Linked DNA regions of Oncorhynchus mykiss: region 1 is linked to region 2. Evidence: chromatin contacts called from public Hi-C data. All regions are on one chromosome and are shown on one strand. Each heading gives the region's core, a stretch centred on a gene start, on an enhancer-like site or on the middle of the called end of the contact. The rest is flanking DNA. Distances are from core to core; before and after follow the strand shown.

Evidence for each region. A called contact is a pair of places that touch in the nucleus more often than the background predicts.
Region 1: a Hi-C map of liver shows a contact between it and region 2, with 5 times the contacts expected there. The contact joins the promoter of chd1 here to the promoter of ppip5k2 in region 2. A contact is called at or near these places in 2 of 3 Hi-C or Micro-C datasets (blood and liver).

The regions. Positions count from the first base shown.
Region 1 is chr5:9,691,263-9,698,002 of USDA_OmykA_1.1, forward strand. chd1 (chromodomain-helicase-DNA-binding protein 1) reads left to right here and starts at 2,786. Exons shown (of 37, transcript XM_036976723.1): 1 at 2,786-3,187; 2 at 4,764-4,898. The coding sequence starts at 4,846. It overlaps LOC110522837 (transmembrane protein 217), which reads left to right. Exons shown (of 2, transcript XM_021601309.2): 2 at 1-734. The coding sequence starts at 155. The coding sequence ends at 721.
Region 2 is chr5:9,446,361-9,453,523 of USDA_OmykA_1.1, forward strand. It overlaps ppip5k2 (inositol hexakisphosphate and diphosphoinositol-pentakisphosphate kinase 2), which reads right to left and starts at 3,842. Exons shown (of 31, transcript XM_021601599.2): 1 at 3,486-3,842; 2 at 56-666. The coding sequence starts at 229.

The DNA.
Region 1 (6,740 bases), core at 1,536-4,035, 240 kb after region 2:
GACTGACTCTTCGCCGCTGTGTTTTTAAATATTTATTTTCCAATTCTGCCTCTCAACCACTACAACTCCTTTACCCTTTCACCATCTGTCTCCTTGTTTTCATCTATTCTCTCCATCTCACTCTCCTCTGTCCCATTGGACTGTGATTGTCACCATGAAGCTACTTCTGTCTTCAGGCCTGTGTGGCATGACCCCTTACCAGGGCTCCATAGTAGGAGGACTCTATTTTTTGATGGTGGGCGTCATGCAAATGGTCTTTGAGTTTGGCCATCTGCGCACAGCCAAGGAAAGCACAAACAACACCACAGGCTCCCAGCTTCTGCCCCAGGTGTGCTTTGGTTACTACTACTCTCTGCTTATCCTGGGTGGCATCACCCTACTGCTGACCCTGTGCATGCTCGGAGCAGTTTGGGCCCACCAGCATGTGGGCATCCTGGGCTTTGCAGTCTGGCTGACGCTGTACGACGTGATTCTGTTGGTGGTCACTTGCCTGCTCCAGAGGCAGATGCAGGCACTGGGCTTGGAGCTGAGTGTACTGGAGTGGTACGGAGTGATATGCAGGGTCATGGGAGACCCCTTCTGGCTGGCCCTCGTAATCACACACGGTTTGGAAGTGCAGATTGAGAGGCATCGGCTTGGGACACGACAACGCAAAGGCGGGATTCCAAAGGAGGGGACGCAGCTCAAACTGAAATTTAAGGCCTTTGACAGTAGTGTTTGAAATGGAGACCCTAATAGACACCGGTATGTGAACATGACCAACTGACTTGTTACAGTGCTTCCAGATGCTGGTTTATATTTCAGTCTTAATTAACGTCATTTATTATTTTTGTTTCTCACAGGTCTCTTCAGATACGAAAATAAAAACGTTTTTTGGATTTTTACTTACACGCAGAAAGTATAATATGAGTATTTTTAATGTTGTTTTTTTTTGTTTTACTTTGATGTTCTCTGTGTTACGTATGTATCCTCCAAATCTAAAATTATACAGTTTTTTCATTGCAATAATGCGTCTGTTCAGTCATTAATGTTTACTGTCTACTTTTTGTTTTGATTACATAATGATTACACAGTAATAAGAATTTGTAGCTTCTTCTAGCGTAAAATAATAATTGAACATATGGCTGGCTACCACTGGTCAAGTGAATATATGTTTATGGTATTTTATCACCCAAATGTGTTAAAGGTACTGTGTTCAGAAACCTAAGTAGACAGTTTTGGAAATTCAACAACATCTCTGCATACTTCCCTTTGAAAAGAGAACTGCTTTATTCATAAAAGCATTAGCTTCATGTTGATGTATTTGCATTACCAAAATGTAGCATTAAAACTCAACTTAATGTCTTGGAGGCCATTGTAGCACTGTGCTGCTTTGTGTGTGGGGCTTAACTCCCTGGTTCAATCAACCTACATCTGTGTACACTTCAAATATGGAAACTCTAGTCAATGCCAAAGTTCAGTGAATGTATTAGCAATTCCCCAAAAGTACCAGACCTACCTGTTACTCCATATTGATGACTAGAACATGAAAGTAATTCAAAACTAAATGGACTTTCTAAAGATTCCCCCAGAGGGCAATACACAAAAGCCGCTACAGACATCCAACTAAAGGGGAGCTGAGGGAGCACTAAGAAATCTAGGTCATGTCACGTGACCTGTTGTCTGAATAACAATAGTGGATGGAGGCCCCAAGATAATATGCCCCACAGTTGTGCTGATCATCTTTGTTCGTTAATTTTCCTCTATCGTTTTAGTTACCGCCAGACCTAAATTAGGTTTGACAGCCATTGGGCCTAGCCTTTTAGTCCTTTAGGTCCGTATAGAAGCACACCAGTTGTATTACCACTAGTGATGGGAGGGGGGTTCAATACAGTTACATATCGTGATATTATTTTTGACGATATATCGTAATCGCTTTGACAATATCCCAAGACTCATTTTGCACTAGTTGGTACCTAGACCAAAACTCCAGTATTTTTCCTTCATAGCTTGTTCTCCATCTTCTTTTTAAATAGGGAGTCAATTTGTTTTCAGCACTTTTATTTCCATGACTGATCAAAACTTGTTTTATCATGGCACTCTTTTGTCCCTCTGCAGCTGACATGGTGAGCAATATGTTTGGACCATGGAATCGCAATAAAATCACTGTATTGAATCGCAATACATATAGAATCGTGAGAATCACAAAACATATCGTATCTGCACCGAAGTATCGTGATAATATCGTAACGTGAGGTCCCTGGCAACCCCCCCCCCCCCCCCCCCCCCCTAATAACCACCACAGTTGAATTTTTACCACCTATCTCATGTTACTCTGCTAGATATCCCTGACCATAACCTGTTGAAATCGGCACTCATTTAAATTCCATAACCATTCAATATATAGAAATTTTTACTTTGTGCTGACAAATTGTTAGTTTGCATTTGTCATTTTTATTGAGATTCAGGAGGCTTGATTTACCAAATAATATATTTATCCTCTGGCAGAGGGAGTTCTAGAAACAGTTACATCATCTACATAAAACATGTGGTGATGAGGACCATTATAAGAGATGTAGAGGGTAATTTTAAGTATTTGTCCAAATAGATAAATTGGGATTCAATTATTTGAAGCAGGTTAATGATTGGTCGAAGCAAGCATTGCAGTGAAGGGTGTCAAAATAACCAGCACTCAACCAAATGCTATTTAATTCTCACGTGGACTACTAGCTACCTATTTTATAATTACAACTATATTTCACATAATAGGTCGACGACTACCATCACCTTTCGTCTGTTGTAGTTTGCAGTTGTAAGAGACTGCAAAAAACATCTTCGTTACGTCACTACCCGGGGTTTCCACACTCAACATCGCTAATGTTACAGAGTGAACTCGACGGCGTCATGGCGGAGACCGGCTGTAGTAGGACCCGCAGCTGAAATGTTATCTACAATCGCTGTCAATTAAATCATATATTGTTTCGAATTCAAAACGGAAAATTAAAAGTGAAACATATTTTTACACTTCTGGAGGAAGAAATCAAGAAACTTGGCTCGAATTCTAGTAAGATCCGTTGGGGCTGCTCACCCCGGCCCGGGAGCTAGCTAGCTGTCTTTAGCTGCTAGTTCGCTAGCCAAAGAAAATAAGAAAAAAGGACCACTGAAGTCGGACGGCAGAATCAGACTGGCAGTTCGCCGTAGCTTCAAGGTAGCCTAAAATACTAAACAAACCCCGATTGATTTTTTTTTGCGTTTATATGGTGTTATTGCTTAGTTTAGTTAAATAACTCCATAGTAAGCAAGGAGCCTGTCACCTAGCTATATTTTTTTGGGAAGTAAGCGACCTGATAAACACTCTTGTTAGCTATTAGCAACGAGGGAGCTAGCTTAGGAGTGCGGGAAAAGGGTGATTATAAAACGTGATGAGTATGTGAATGTGTTTGAGGTCATGGGAATTTGCATATATTGATTAGAGCACTGTTAGAAACAATGGTACAATCACAATTGGCTACAAGTTTTATGTAGTAAACCTACCTAACACTTTCCCCATGACCTGGTTTGTTAGATTAGCTAACTTGTCAGCTAAGCTACAGTACCTAGCTAGTTTGTTTGCTAAAATGTGACTGTTAAGCTAGCTAGTAAGCTAACTAGGTCATTCAGATGTCCACATATGAAAAAATAAAGGATAACTGGGTAAATAATTGCCACAAGTGGAAAATATTTTGTTAAACGTCCATAACTTACTATTGTTAGCTAAATATTGTTTCACGTGGCTTAAGGTTAGTTGCTTTTTCCTCTTTCAAGGCCAGTGTGCTAGCTAGTTAATGGTCTTGAGTTCAGTTTACTGTTTAGCTAGAACATCAGCTAGCAACTAGCTAGGTTAGCAAACAACTTTTCAGAGCTAGAGGAAAAAATGTGGATTTAAATGTAGTACGCTTATAGACGGATTGCTATATATTAGTTTATAGCTGGGCAGTTAGCATCAGTGTAATTCCGCCAAAAGCTAGCAGCTGAAATGATGCGTTTAATGCTAAACATCTCAGAAATAAATCTGTCTTCTGCACACAGCCAGAGCTTGGTTTGCCATTGCTAGTTTTCTGGCTTGCTGCGCAACTCTGTTTTGTCGATGTATGCGAGAGAAGAATACTGTAGGCGTGGTACTATCTTGCTTCGGGCCTCCTGCGAAAGAGATCTGGAGTGCGGCGCATTGTCCAGGACAGTGCGCGAAACTCACATGCTGTGCAGGCCTCACAACAGGCCTGTGCGGTCGGAAAAGCGCTGGCTTGGTAACTTACCGCTATCGTTTGCATTCAGACGTAATGTGACAGGGATGAAAACAAACCAGCAGGCTTTGTGTGTTAGCTAATTTGCTCTATAGTTCAATGTAGCTAGCTACTAACTAGCTAACGTCATATAAGGCTAAACAAGTTTAGAATAGCTAGATGGCTATAAACAACACACCGGGTTTATAGAATACTGTTTTCTTGTAGCTATCTTACATGGGAAGCAGTGCAGGGCAAACACTAGGAAGCAGTCAAACCATAATCAGGTAACGTTTATATTAATATAAGGATAAAACAATGAATGTGTTTGTTTAGCAAATTACTTGTTTCTCAGTTTGTACAAGGTTATGAATCTAGAACAGTCACGGTTGTGAACCTAAAACACATGCAGCTATTAAAAGTTAGACTATTGACAAAATGCCTATCTCGTTTAAATACACTGAATGTACATAATTCAAAATTGTATTTTATTTTTTATTTTTGTGGCTTTTGATTTTACAGGTGAACTGCATCCAACACGTAAACCAGGGCAGCTTGGATTATAACATTTTCTCAGAAGCTCATATATCTGGGACTCTAAGAGATGGCTGGAAGAAGTGAAGATGAGGGTGTGAGCAACAGCAGTGGAGAGTCAAGGTAATGTGTCTCCATCTGTTTGGGGAATATGACAGTGATGTGACCACCAACTGGTCCAGGGTGTATTCATTAGTGCAAACCATAGCTAAACAATTTGCAATGGAAACAAAAGTTTCTTATTGGACACGTTCAGGTAGATCCGAGTCCCAGTCCCATTTCAGCCCGCTTGCTTCTGTTTGGTTCCTATAGAATAGAGAACATCCCTTGTTTGATCTTCATTGAGGACAAACTTTTACATTGGAGCTTGCTAATTGATGATTATGTGTTTACGCTTTTATTATATATATATATATATAACACAACAGTTACAGTTCAAATAAGGAAATCAAGAAATTAGGTTCCATTCTATAGATTTCGCATGACTGGGCACGGGCGCAGCCATGGGTGGGCCTGGGAGGGCATAGGATCTTTTATTTCAGCTCACGAAACATGGGAGCAACACTACATGTTGCGTTTTATATTTTTGTTCTGTATATATACTGGATGCAAAGGTGTGTGTGTGTGTGGACTAGCCGATATGTTGATGACAAGTTAGCGACAAAACAATCACTCTACTGGATGCTCCAAGTGAATAAGCAAGTTGTTTCGTATCCTTGTTGAAATGAACATAAAATGAGACCACTATGTGCTTATAGATAATACCTGGAAGTTGGCAAACCATAGTTGTGTTTGTCATTTTTAATGCTGGCACTATATTACATTTGAAATTTAACCATTGTTTGACCAGGCAAGTCAATTAAGAACAATTTCTTATTTATAATGAGGGCAAATGCCTCCTGTGGGGAGGGGGCTGGGTTAAAAACAATGCAAGACAAATCGGATAACACAGATAAGACATTGGCAAAAGCACAAATACAACAGCAAACAGTTTGTGTGTGTGACGTAAAACAACATGCTTCCTTATGACATAGCTTTTGAGTCGTCATGCTTTTCTTGTTTCACATCGTCAGTGTCAATCCATTGGCTACCACTGTCTTCTAATGAATGTTTTTCTGTTTTGTTGTGATATCTCACACCCTGATGTTTGATGAGTTTTACTGCACAACGCAGTCACTAAAGCCAAAGTAATGAAGAAATATTTGATAGGATTTATATATACTACTGAACAAAAATAAACGCAACATGTAAAGTGTTGGTCCCATTTTTCATGAGCTGAAAAAAAAGGTCCCAGAAATGTTCCATACGCTCAGAAATATTATTTCTCTCAAATGTTGTGCACAAATTAGTTTACATCCCTGTTAGTGAGAATTTCTCCTTTGCCAAGATTATCCATCCACCTGACAGGCGTGGCATATCAAGAAGCTATTTAAACAGCTTGATCATTACACAGGTGCTCCTTGTGCTGGGGACGAGGCCATTCTAAAATGAGCAGTTTTGCCACAACACAATGCTGCAGATGTCTCAAGTTTTGAGGGAGCGTGCAATTGGCATGGTGACTGCAAGAATGTCCACCAGAGCTGTTGCCAGATAATTTTAACGTTAATTTCTCTACCATAAGCCGCTTCCAATGTTTTAGAGAATTTGGCAGTACGTCCAACCGACCTCACAACCGCACACCATGTGTATGGTGTCGTATGGGCAAGCGGTTTGCTGATGTCAATGTTGTGAACAGTGCCCTATGATGGGGATCTGGTATGGCATAAGCTTTGAACACAATTGCATTTTATTGATGTCAATTTGAATGCACTAATATACCGTGACGAGATCCTGAGGCCCATTGTCGTGCCGTTCATCTGATGCAGTCACCTCATGTTTCAGCATGATAATGCACAGCCCAATGTCGCAAGGATCTGTACAGAATTCCTGGAAGCTGAAAATGTCCCGGTTCTTCCATGGTCTTCA
Region 2 (7,163 bases), core at 2,592-5,091:
GATGGACGCTTTATCTTCAGCCACTCTGACGATCTCTATGGGCAAATCAACTCACCGAATCATACATCTCGTCGTCCTCGTCCTCCTCCTCTTCTTCCACATTCTCGTAGAGGCAGTCGTAGCCCATGACCCGCCCGGGGTCCAGCAATTCCTCGCCCTCGTTGTCGTCGCAGCCTACGAAGAAGCGAGGGTGTTCCCCGCCGTCTGGAGCCTCACCTCCTTTAGACATGGCTGGGCCGTCTTGCGGCTGGGGACCCTGGGAGTCCTGGGGCTGAGGCCTGTCCCTCTCTACCACAGACCTGTCTGTGGCTGGCCCTGTGCCTCCTGCTGCACTCCCTCCTCCAAATGCCACACCTCTCACTCACCTCACCTCCCAGCCTCCAAAGAACTAGGCTTTATCCCTCACCCTCTCTTCCCTACCCCAGGGCCTGCCTGTCTGAGACCCAAACTGGTCCACTAGACCCCCTGAGAAAGAGGTGGGGGGGTAGTTTAAAGAACTTGATGGGGAAGGGAATGGGTTTATCCCTGGTGCATGTCTACTTGTACAATCAGGGTGCTGGGTTACCGTACTCCGTTAGAGGGTCACAGCCAGTGAGCTGGTGCTACGCTCCTGTCGTCCTGTTCCTTACAGCCCAGCATGTCTTTTTTGTCCTCTAACTATCTTGCCTGAAACACAAACATGTATGTGCTTTATTTGTCCACCACAAAATAAATTATCACAAAGGCCCCAAATGTTTGGAGGCCAATAAGGATATTTTAACTTGTGCTCACAATATAACACATGTGGAGGATGGACAATACAGCACACACACACACACACACACACACACACACACACAGTGGAAGACGGCAATTAAACATGACGCACACGGCTGTCCTCCCTGTTCCCGCTGATTAAGAAGCAGAGCGGACTATCAAACAGGGTCACGTCATTGCAGAGACAGTGAACGTGAAACCCAGATTACAGGGAAGGTCAGACCGTTACGTGTGCTGTCCTAACAACCTCCCTTTAACGGTGCAGGATGAGATACACTTTGGAAGTTTTTCACTGGGTACTTATCGGCTATAACCGGGTAATCCTCATGTCTGAGCGAGCAGAGAGGAAGGCTAGGGAGGAATGCCACTGAAGTAAAAATAAAATGGAGGGCATTGTCTGACAGAATGGCACAAATGAATAGACCTAATTCAGTGAAGAGACATTGAGAGGGAGATGAAGAGGGCAAGGGAAAAGGAGCTTGAATTAAATGACACTAGAGCTAGATCTGTGTTAGCAGCAGAATTGTCTGTATAATACATTATCATCCTAACTATTCATGCCATAGGCCTTTTATTTATTTTTATATTCCTCATGAAAAAAAACTAATGGATTTCTGGAGTGAAATACACCTGGAGTCGTTGTAGCTCTACAAATGCCCACAAGAACTGAGCCAATTCAACCACCATAAATATTCCAGGCTGTTGACAGCTCTGGGAAAACTATGCCCTTTCAAGATCTGCTCTTTTGAAGAACTAAAAGGTAGCCAACTATGAACGGGTGCAACAGACACTGTGTGCACGCTCATTTTACCCTGAATAATGTTTCCAATCGGTTTTACTCATTTCATATTTATACACTGTATTCTACTGTATTTTATTCAATGCCACTCAGACATTGCTCATCCTAATATGTAGATATTCCTTAATTCCATTTCTTTTTTATTTAGATGTGTGTATTGTTGTGAATTGTTAGATATTACTGCACTGTTGGAGCTAGCACCACAAGCATTTCGCAACAACCGCAATAACATCTGCTAAATATGTGTATGTGACCAATAACATTTGATTTTATTTGAATACAGCCAATAGCATAGAAAGACAACCTAGTGAATTGCATAGGCCTACAGCTGAACTGGGACACAAGTGAACCAGGATTAATGTGGAAGTGGCCACTCACCTGAAGAGAAAGGACCCATGTAAGATTTATAACAGAAGAGTATGGACACACTTTCCAAAGGTTGAACACTAGCCAAAAATAGCCTTGTTCAATAACAGTAATGTGTATTATGTTGTTCTAGCACCATCAACCAATTATATCTGTTTTTTCTTCCGAATGTTTCCACATCGATATTAGGCCTAGCTGATATCCTTTCACCTGACTAGGAAGTAGCCTACTCTGAGCTGTCATCTAGAAAGGACTTACATTTTATCAGTGACTTTCAACACAAATGAACACAGGCTAGAAAGCTCAAATATAGAGCATTTTGCTGAAAATATGCATTCAGCAGCATTCTCCCTCTTTTGCTTGACAGAGATAAGACCACACCGTTTCGCTGACATCAAATCCAATTGTATTTGTCACATGCGCGGAATACAACAGGTGTAGTAGACCTTACAGTGAAACGCTTACTTACAAGACCTTAACCAACAATGCAAGTAAAGGAAAAATAAGTGTTAAAGTATTTACAAAAAAAAAAAGTGGGGAAAAAATGATTTAAAAAGAGCAATAATAAAATAACAGTATCACACGCAAATGTCAGTGACTACTTCACCTCGTCATCGGGCTTTGGTCAGAAGTAGTGTATAGGGCTATTTGTGACACACTGTTTATCTGCCTGGGCACGCACACACACCACCATGCAACCTTCCATCACCCTCAGACTGGACATCTGTCATGGGAACAAAATGTCAGTCACAGCACGACCAGGATGCTACAATCAGCCCAGGATAGTCAGATGATGCCCAATCCAAAACAAGTCCAACCTTGAAATGCAAGGGCAAGGTCTCCAGGTTGGATTGTAGCTACTGATTGATGTTTTTTTCCTTTCTGTGTGGACCACACACACACACACACACATATACTAGGCTAGACTGCAATGGGGTTCAAGGAAGATGTATGTATGTATTGAATAGTCTTCTGATAGTGAACCAGTTCTCTGACTGTGTCCTGGAAACGTATTCTGATCAGGATTATTAGTATGTGAATAGAAATAGTAACATTGGGTCTGATACTTGCCATTAGTAAACTAGCTTCTACACCATGTAAATGATAACAAGCTGACACAGACAGTGAAATAATTATTAACGACGTTACAATCAACATTCACTCGGGCAACGGAAAAGGACGTTTATAGTTCTAAATCACATCAACGTTGGGGTTGGATGACATGCTTATCTAAATCTTCTTAGGGTTAGCTAGCTAGCATTTTTTCAGTTGAATGGGGAATTCAAAAAGCGTTTCATCCGATAAAATGACTGAATGACTCATCGGTCTTCCTCCATCCAGACAGGTACAACATCACCTCGCTCTTAGCCTAGTCCATGGCTAACGGCGTTAGCTACCTAGCACAGTTAGCTTGTACTTCCTGACAAATGTCTAGCGACTTGTTAACATTGGCCAGGCACGATTGCCTCCCCTTTTTATGTTAAGCTTAGTGAACTTAAATGTACAATGTGTTGTTGTTTTTTTTTACTTAACGTTAAAACAATTTTTTTTAAACGTCTCTTACCTTATCTAATATGAAACGCCCTTAGTCGAGTCTGTATGCCTTCAAAGTAAGTTAGTCCTGCTTGGCTTCTGACAACACGGACAGCTTAGCTAGCTAGCTTGCCAACTACACAGTAGTACACCTTGCTGAATGTGTGTGCAATGAAAAAAATGTTGTTGCTAGTTTGCAGCCAACATTGTCCCGACACTGTTACTAGCAGGGATGCTGATTTATCTACCTTATTCCAAGTGTGTTTTGCAGTTTTACTCTACCAATTATGCATGGGGATTTTCATCTTGCGCTATCACAGCTATCATTAAAAATCTCAAAATACCAGGGGCGTATTCATTACTAGCGGACAAAACTCCACTCCGTGGTGGCTAATTCATTACGGAAACCGTTTACCGTTTAAGAACCAAAAGTAAGCAAACAGAGCAAAACGAGAGTTTCTATTGGACTAATTCAGGTAGGTCCCGCCCCCATTTCGTTCAGTGTGTTTCCGTTTAAGAAACGTTTTCCAACACAATTGTCGTAATGAATACACCCCAATAACCAAAAAACGTAATTTGTATGTCGTCACTAAGGGGCGGGAAAAGAGACATAATTCCTACAAAGCCTCAAAAACACAAGTATGGGTAGAATCAAACTTGAAAAACAAGAAGCAGAGTATACAGGAACTGCTTTGGTGAAAGTATTGATTCCACCGTCTAAAGCTCAAATCTTTCACAATAGCCGGGCTATTGTGCCCTTGCCGTTGTGCCCTTGAGCAAGGCACCCCTAACTGTTCTACATGGCTGTGTTAGGCAGGCAGCCTACTTCTGTTATTTTTTTTCACTAATTGGTATTTTGGCCAATCCAATCTGGTGTGGGTTGCCTGTCTAAACGCACTCTATGCCGGGGAGCCACACTGTTGCTGACAATGAGCTTCCAAACCCCTCAGTTGTGTGTGTGTGTGTGTGTGTGTGTGTGTGTGTGTGTGTGTTTTGTGTGTGTGTGTGTGTGTGTTTTGGGGGTTGGGTCAAAAAGGAAAATAATGTTCCCACTTTCTGACAGATCATGGACAATAAAGGTTTCTTCTTCTTCTAACACAAGGTTGGGCTCGATTCACAACGGAATTGAGAATGCCTCATAAATTCCAATTCAAGTCTTGCATTTTAATTTAATTTGAATTGAAGTAGTGAAAATGAAACAGAATTGCAATTCGAATTTTAATTTAATTCGATGCCTTTTTCTGTTCCACATTAGGTGTGGTCTGTACAAATATACATCCTGTACATAAAACATCAAACATGTTGTTATATACATGCATATCAAATATTGTTGAAATTGATTTAGAGGACAAATTCTTAAAATAAATGATCAAGGAAAACAAAACCTGTATGTGAATATTCAAAGTTATTATATTTAGTTAATATTAAAATAAAAATGTTCAATATGGGGAAAATACTACATTTCCCAGAATGCAAAACTTACTGTTGTGGACTTTAGCAGAGCTTCCCTTCCTCTTTTTTTTGCAGCCCTAGAGTCCTTTAAAATGTCTATCTGGTTTCTGAAAATGTCCTATCTGTTCTCTGATCATGTCCTACGGTTTCTGGACATTTATCAATGTTCAGGGAATTACCAGTACCCATTGAATTAGCGGGTAAAGAGTTTCAATTACTGTGGCTATGTTGATTTCCAACTTTGTCTGCGTTTACAACTGCAGCCCAATTCAGATGTTTTACTGTTGCACAAATTGGTCTTTTGACCAATCACATCAGATTTTGTTTAACATCAGATCTTTTTTAGAGATGTTCTGATTGGTCAAAAGACCAATTAGTGAAAAAGAAAATATCTGAATTCTTCTGCCTGTGTAAACGCAGCCATTGTGCACTACTTTGACAAGAGACCTATGGGCCCAAGACATAAGAAGATCACCATAGGGAATAGGGTGCCAGACTGTCTTCTTGACCTTGTGTAGCTTAGCTCTAAGAGGGTCAAATAAGAGAGCGTAAGAGAGCAACACATATTGTTTGCCCTTGCTTTGGGATGGTCAATCATTAAACATAATGAATTCACAACTCGTTTTACAACACACTGTATAATCACAGATCATCGTAGTTGAGAATAGCAAAAAAAAGATTGAACTACAAATTCTATAATTTCTCCAGAACATATGACTGAGGTCAATGGATGCGTCTCAATGGTGACTTCCTCTACTCACCTAATTTTCTTCATATGTGCTGATCTGGATGCCTATCAGGTGATCAGAAAATCTCTTCCTGCCTATCAGGTGATCAGAAAATACTTTACTGCCTATCAGGTGATCAGAAAATACTTTACTGCCTATCAGGTGATCAGAAAATACTTTACTGCCTATCAGGTGATCAGAAAATCCTTTACTGCCCATCAGGAATATCCAATAACTTTCTGAAAATTCCCAGGTTTTCCAAAAACCCTGGTTGGCTCCAAGTATTGTCCAACCGAAATTTCTGAAAAACAACCCTAAACTTTCATTGTTCTGTTCACACTGAGTATACAAAAAATTAAGAACACCTTCTCTTTCCATGACATAGACTGACCAGGTGAATCCAGGTGAAAGCTATGATACCTTATTGATGTCACTTGTTAAATCCACTTCGATCAGTGTAGATGAAGGGGAGGAGACAGATTAAAGAAGGATTTTTAAGCCTTGAGACATGGATTGCGTATGGGTGCCATTCAGAGGGGTGAATAATACCACCGGTGTCCCTCCAACCAAACATATTCTACAGCTCACCACTAGGTGTCCCTCCAACCAAACATTCTACAGCTCACCACTAGGTGTCCCTCCAACCAAACATATTCTACAGCTCACCACTAGGTGTCCCTCCAACCAAACATATTCTACAGCTCAGCTCACCACTAGGCGTCCCTCCAACCAAACATATTCTACAGCTCACCACTAGGTGTCCCTCCAACCAAACATATTCTACAGCTCACCACTAGGTGTCCTTTCAACCAACACACCGCAAAATAACGTCTGACTGAAGCCATCTGAAGAACTCCAATCAATGTCAACCCAGTCTCAATGAATAAGTTTGAATATTGACATTATGATCAGAAATATTTAACCAAAAGGATAAGTTAAACTCAGCAAGCAATGCTTGTTTTCATAAAATATTCATGTCCAATAAGCTACTGTACAAGCACTGGTGAAATAGAAAACAACTGACGCAATTTTGTGCAATGACCTTTTGCCTCTAGATCTACATACAATATGTGTCAAGAGAATCCAATACCTGTGCCATGAGCACAACGCGAGAATCTGATCCCTTCTCTTTTACAAGGTACGTCGGGTTGCAAAATTCCAGTAACTCCACCAAAATTCCCAGGTTGTCTAGAATTAGGAAGGAATTAAGCAGGAAATCTGGAAAAACTTTGTGATTTTGGTAAAGTTACCGGATTGTTGGAACCCTTAATGTTGTCGCTCAGTGAATGACGTGAGAAGGTTATGCTTTGCAGACACTTTATTACACAAATAACATTGTTACTGAAAATAGTATTCTTGCAATAAAACCTCAGTATGTCACAATAAATATCAGACACAGCTTACATCTGATTGGAAAATTTCCTAAATACAGCTTTAGATACATGATAATAATAATAATGTTTTTTTATCCTTTCTCTTGAATGCGATACAATGAAACCTAAGTACAGTTGACAGTAGCAGCAGCTCTT